Linked DNA regions of Mus musculus: region 1 is linked to region 2. Evidence: chromatin contacts called from public Hi-C data. All regions are on one chromosome and are shown on one strand. The core of a region is the stretch at or near the end of the contact, and the rest is flanking DNA. Distances in the headings are between cores, read along the strand shown.

Region 1 (2,941 bases), core at 52-2,551, 130 kb before region 2:
AGAAACCCACAAACTGCTGCTTGCAAGAGTTGGTATGTGAGTGTGTATCTGTGTGTGCGTGCATATATGTACATGTTCATGTGTGCATCCACGTGTGTGAGTGTGTAAGTGCATGTTCACACATGTGTGAGAAGTATATTCCTTCAGGCTTTGCACTGCCCAGAGCCCTTCCCCCAATGAAGAAGGGGCCAGACTTAGGACAGAGGTCTCTAGGCATCTTGGTGCCTTTTCTGATTTGGACTAGGTGGGTCACTGTGCCAACAACCTCACAAACAAAAGCAGAAGGGCGGCATGGCTTGCTGCCTCATGAAATCTTTTCAACTGACTCCCTTGTTTGCTGTGGATCCAGTCTGCTTGAGCTCTGTGTGCTGCCGGGCATCCTTTGAGAAGTCTGCATATTGCAAAGCATCCTGCAGGGAAGCAGGAATGAAAGACAGTAGAGTGGGGTGGGCCCCAAGACAGCAGTCAGCAGGAGTGAGGCAGGACACCTGGATTTGTTCTGAGCATTGTGGCACCATGCTGGAGAGGGTTTCTGGCCCACTCTTTTAGAAAGGACACCACCTGGGGTCAAGAAAAGAGCAGGCAGCTTGGAGTCCTTTTCCAGCATCCTCTCTGTTTGCACAGGAACTGGCCTTGAGGAACACCCACAAGGGCCATGACAATTCCTGTCCAAGTTAGCCTTAATTCTCCCAGAGTCTGCTTTAGGTATCATTTAGGGTCACTGGTCCTCAAATCACAGTGGAGGCTGCTGGGTCCTATGGGGGCAATCTCTGGTTCATGCTGTAATTCATTTGACAGCATCATTCATTCATTAGCTCATTCATTTCTTTGGACAGACATAGTGATAGTTGACTGTTGTAGAAAATGAGGATTTAGTACTTGTTATCAATAGGGAAACACAGGCTCTAAGACACATGTACACTAGTCTGAAGCTCTCTCCAAACCACAGGGCTAAACTTAAATTATAAAGCCCAAACTGTCAGACTTATTTTATGTCCCTTAGATCTGCAGATTGTTTCTCAAGTGGCTGTACTCTGCATCATCCTGGAACTGTTATATAAATAAATGCAGGTGTTTGAGCTACATTCTAGAACGAGGCACTATTTTTAGTAGGGGGACCCTGGGATCTGTATATTAAAAAGCTTAACCCTACCTCCCCTGCTTCCAACTGAGGCTGCCCATGCCTCCCTTAGCCCAAGAAGGAGCTTAGCTCCCTGTGGGGCAGCCTGGTTCCATACTGTTGACTTAGCTACATGCCTGAGTCCTCTTGCCAGATTTCATCCAGACAGGTTGTGCTGTGGGTTTTATTGCTTGTTTTATGGCTGGAGTTTGCTGTCTTGCCATATGGTGAGTCCCTGTAAGGCACTGAAGGAGCAGAGCCATGTGCAGGCAGATGGGCACTTCCTGGGCCAGAAGTGCCAAGCCACCTAGCTGACGAGTCTGCCCCACCTCCAGTTGCTAGCTGGAAAAGAGACTGAAGTGTTCTGGGCTAAATACTGAGGTAGACCATTAAAGCCCTGTATCCTAGGCCAGGGAGATGGCTCAGTCAGAAAAAAGCTTGCATCAAAAGCACAAAGACTCAGGTTGGAACCCACATAGAAAGGCAAGCATGGTGGAACAGGCTTGTAAAACCACCTCTGGGAAAAGTGAGACAGGGGAACCCATGATGCTCACTGGCTAGCCTAGCCTACTTAGCAAGCTCTAACCTCGGGAGAGACTCTTAAAAAATCTGAGGTGAATGGTACCTGAGGAAGGACATCTGAAGTTGATCCCTGGCCTCTGTGGATGCTCTGATATTCGTGGTGTGTGTGTGTGTGTGTGTGTGTGTGTGTGTGTGTGTGTATGCGCGCGCGCACGAGCGCTCACATGGGAGAGCGTGCACACACACACACACACACACACACACACACCACATAGCACATGCAGAGCACATATCCCAGTGCCCTGCTTCAGCCTGCTGAGCTTTCCATGAGCAGGATGATATAATTGCCTCAGCAGTCTGCTCTGAGCTCCCTCAGCTCTTATGGAGGCAGGAGCTGGGAAGCTAAAAACTGTGAACGGTGGATAGAGGTTTCCACTAGGATCTGTTGGAATAGACATGGGGACAAAGTGGGGGGGGGGCATCATTGTCGTCTTGGATGGTGAATGGGAAGGGAAAGTCACTGGGTTAATGTGGGTCAGACCTTCAACAAAGACAAAGTCACTAAACTTCAAGGGCAGGAAATCCTACCCATTTCTGAGTACGATGATAAAGGGGGAGCTTGAGTGAGTGGCACAAAGTGAGCTGCTACTGTGCATCTGACACATAGTGGGTCAGCAAGACACCACTGCTAATGGCAAGAGTCCTGGGATTATTAGCTGCAGGGGCTTCATTTCTACAACAGCAAAATGAGGATGATCTCAATAAAGTCTATGGAGCTGAGCCTGATGGCACAGGCTTGAGATCCCAGCAAAACAAGGCAGGAGAATTGCCTGTTTATGGCAAATTCAAGGCTTGCCTATGTGGTTTAGTGAGAGCCTACCTCAAAATTAAAAGTAAAAAGAGACCTAGAGATATAGCTCATGGGTAGATCGTTTGCTTAGTATGTGTGATGTCCTGGGTCCAATGTTTCATGACTCTAAATTTCATTAATAATTGGAAATGACTAGGTAAGAGATCTGGTCCTGTCACCTGCAAGATCAGGGCAAAAATATAACGTGAGCCTTTTGGTTCCAAAGTCATTAGGACTTCAACCAGGTCACAGTAAACACCGAACCAGGATTGTGACCTTCCGAGTGCAGGGAGCTGAGTGGCTGCAGTTTTACACACACTTTCTATCCTAGGCTCCTGGAGAGGGATTCAGGGGACAATGCCAGTGCTGGCCTTTTGGCCCTGGCAGCCTCTACCAAGTCTATTCATTAAGCATGAGTCACATTGGTGGAACTGTGAGTTACCCACTCA
Region 2 (3,001 bases), core at 70-2,569:
CTTGTCTTAGCTCTTCTGACTATAGGTTAGATCACACCTTCTTGTGGGACATCCTATGTATAGGGGCAGCATATTTAGCAGCACTTCAAACTTGACCTATAAGATCTCTCCAACCTCACCTTAGTTGTGATTGTGTACCTCCTGGAAATTACCAAATGACTCCTACAGTATTCTGGTTGCATGTACTTTAGAGCCACAGTGAACTTAAAATCCCAGCTTGCAATTCACTATACAAATAGCCTAAGATGTCTTCTAGACCAAGTATTTGGTTCTGTAAAAGGAAGCCATAATGTCTGCTTTATACAGTTGTTATGGGATGCCAGTGATATGATAATGCAAACAGTTTGTTAATAATATAAGCTAATTGGTTTAGGTGAAGAGTCTAGGTTGCATTTTTAATCATTAGAATAGTCTATTTTATAGTAGAATATTACTATTCACAGTTGGAAGATTATATTCTTCCAAAGTGGCTGCAATAATTCCAACTCTACCAGATCTTCTCAAAATCTTATTTTCTCAGCCCTTAAATCCAAAGGACATTTGTGACTTCCTTGAAGACAATGGAGTGGAGGGGTCTACATACCCTCAGAGGCTAGAGTGAGACAGATGTAGCCTTTTCTCGCATTCAGTGTTTTAAGTCAATATATAGATGTGTTGTTCCAACCCTGAGTTCAGCCTACACACCAGACATGAAGTTGAAGGAGGTTTCTGATGGTGCCACAGCCTTCAGGGTACCCTATTGATCAGAGGAGAGATTGGACAATCCTGCTGAGTCAGGCCAAACTTTTGGATTCTTAAGCAAAATGAAGAGTTTAATTAAAAATATAAACAACAAGTAGTGTCGTGTTAAAAGATTTTACATTTATTTATTCATTTATACACATGTATGTGTGTGAGTATATGGGGATTGTGCCTCCTGTAACACATGCATGCTTCTCAAGGGTGGCTTTTCTCTTCTTGCCAAGCAGGTCTTAGGGATCAAATTGAGGTCCTCGGGCTTGATAGTATATATGCTTTTATCCATCTAGTGAGCTTACCAGCTTGTGCTGCATTGTCACTAGGTTTTAGATGAGCTTCCCAGACATAAATAAATAGCTATGCCAACCCCCTCAACAGACTGGAAACTGACTGAGGCCCACGGAGTTTCTAGAGACTGTGAGGATCTAGGCTAAAATCTGAACCAAGGATTTACTGTCTCCAAAATTGCCTTTGCATTCCTTTGATGATTCTTCTTCCTGAGAGGGAAGCCATTGCTAAGTAGGCAGCCACACCCATCTAAGCTGTGCGCTGCCTCCTCACTCTGAATTCAGCACAGCTGAAGGCGGGGGAAGAGCAAGACATGAACAAGGAGAGAGAGAGAGACTCAGAGATCCTGAGGCTGCAGAGATCCCCACCCACCCCAAATAAAACCTAGAAATACAAAGAGGCAGATCACACCAGGCAAGCATCAAAAGGACACATGAGCACTTTAGGGATGGATGCTCTTTGGGGAAGGGTGCCCTGACCAGCTGCCCACAATGCCGGACAGTTTCTGAGAAACTCTGTGCCCAGAGCCCAGTGACATCAGTTCCTCTGGGAGGTGATGCGGGCATCACTATTCTTAAAGCTTCTGGTGTAGTCTGCTCTGTAGCCTAGTTGGAGCATCCTCCACTGGGGAGGGGAGGGTGGCAAGGAGGCTGCCCTTGGGCCAGCATCAGCTCAGCAGCTGATGTCGAGGGCACAGGTTTGCAGAGCCTGCAGAAAGATTATCAGAAGTTGATGTTTCTGATTTGCTTTATGACTCTGTGAGGTGAATTAAAAATCAAGCCTCGTCTAGCTTCAAGTGAAGATGAAGATTCAGCAAATTCAGAGACTGGTTAAAGGCTTCATTAATATACTCTGCCAGGGATGTCATTCAATGCCCTGGCATGAGTGTAGGCCATTGGGAGTTTTGCCTCTGGTGCAAAAGGGTGGTCTGAAGGGAGAAACTGCCCCTCTCTAACTCGTGGATAGAGAACATGAATGGCTATTCCCTTTAATACTATAAAGAAGTGGTAGGAGAAAATTCTTTATCAATGGAAATGATTGGAATATTGACGGGGTTAAGCAGATACACAACATACCACCACAGGTTGGGCACAAAAAGTGTGGATTTCACTCATTTCCCTCCCTCCGTGATCTCTGACTTTTATTATCCATCTCCTTTCCCCCTCTACTTTTTAAAAAAACACTTCCATGTTTTGGAACATTTGGAAATAGGAGCAGGTGCCTTGGAAAGCAGCCTATTGAAGTGCATCAAAGAACCCTCTCCATCTGCCCACGTACCTTCAGCTCTGTCCTTTGGGGAGCTCCAACTCAGGAGGTAACTCCTCCATCACCTGCTCTGAAAGTCATCCCTCATTTCCTCCATCTGTGTGGGAGCCCTCTCCACTCTGTTCCCACAGCCATATGTAATAACATTCTCCCCAGTGTGATAATGCTTCCCTTGAAATACGTTCTTCTCCGTGCAATAGCATCCTTTGGACTTTGGTAGCCTTATCCATCTCTATTTTTCACAATAGAAGATGACCCTAGCCCTGGACCTGTCATTCTGTAAGCACTGAATGTGAAGTCTATAGAATGAATAATTTAGTAGACCAGACACATAGCTCCTTTGCAAGCCTCAGTTTCCACTTCTGTAAGTAAGATGAAGAAGCATTGTAAGGGCAATGCTGTTCTGCGTGATCTCTCTATAGAGCTGAAAAGAGCAGAGGGGAAAGTCAACCCAAACAGTTAATAAACTAAAGAAATGACAACATGTATGCCGGGGCATAGATGAACATGATATTTATAGGATCATATCAGCATACCAAAGACATTAGCACAGAGATGTGTCTGATGTGTTTATGTGTATCTGTGTGAGTTCCCTTAAAATTCTCATAGAAGCCCATGAGTGATTAATATTACCATGCTGTACCCTCGTCCCTATATCTGCGATCCTAAAGACTCCCTCCCACCCACTTTGGCTTAGTCAGCAGGTTGT

The links. A called contact is a pair of places that touch in the nucleus more often than the background predicts.
Region 1: a Hi-C map of cerebral cortex shows a contact between it and region 2, with 1.8 times the contacts expected there. The contact joins two enhancer-like sites. A contact is called at or near these places in 2 of 484 Hi-C or Micro-C datasets (cerebral cortex and nephron progenitors) and 1 of 9 other capture datasets (embryonic stem cells).

The regions. Positions count from the first base shown.
Region 1 is chr11:81,801,246-81,804,186 of GRCm38.p6, reverse strand. It overlaps a transcript of Asic2 not described here. Among named protein-coding and RNA genes, the nearest start is that of 5530401A14Rik, 58 kb to the left of the region's middle. Within about 2 kb of position 1,301, at least 14 of the 459 cell types and tissues checked have an H3K27ac peak or open chromatin away from gene starts, as enhancers often do. A contact at or near this core is called in cerebral cortex, where this site is marked.
Region 2 is chr11:81,668,894-81,671,894 of GRCm38.p6, reverse strand. It overlaps a transcript of Asic2 not described here. Among named protein-coding and RNA genes, the nearest start is that of Gm11418, 83 kb to the right of the region's middle. Within about 2 kb of position 1,319, at least 7 of the 459 cell types and tissues checked have an H3K27ac peak or open chromatin away from gene starts, as enhancers often do. A contact at or near this core is called in cerebral cortex, where this site is marked.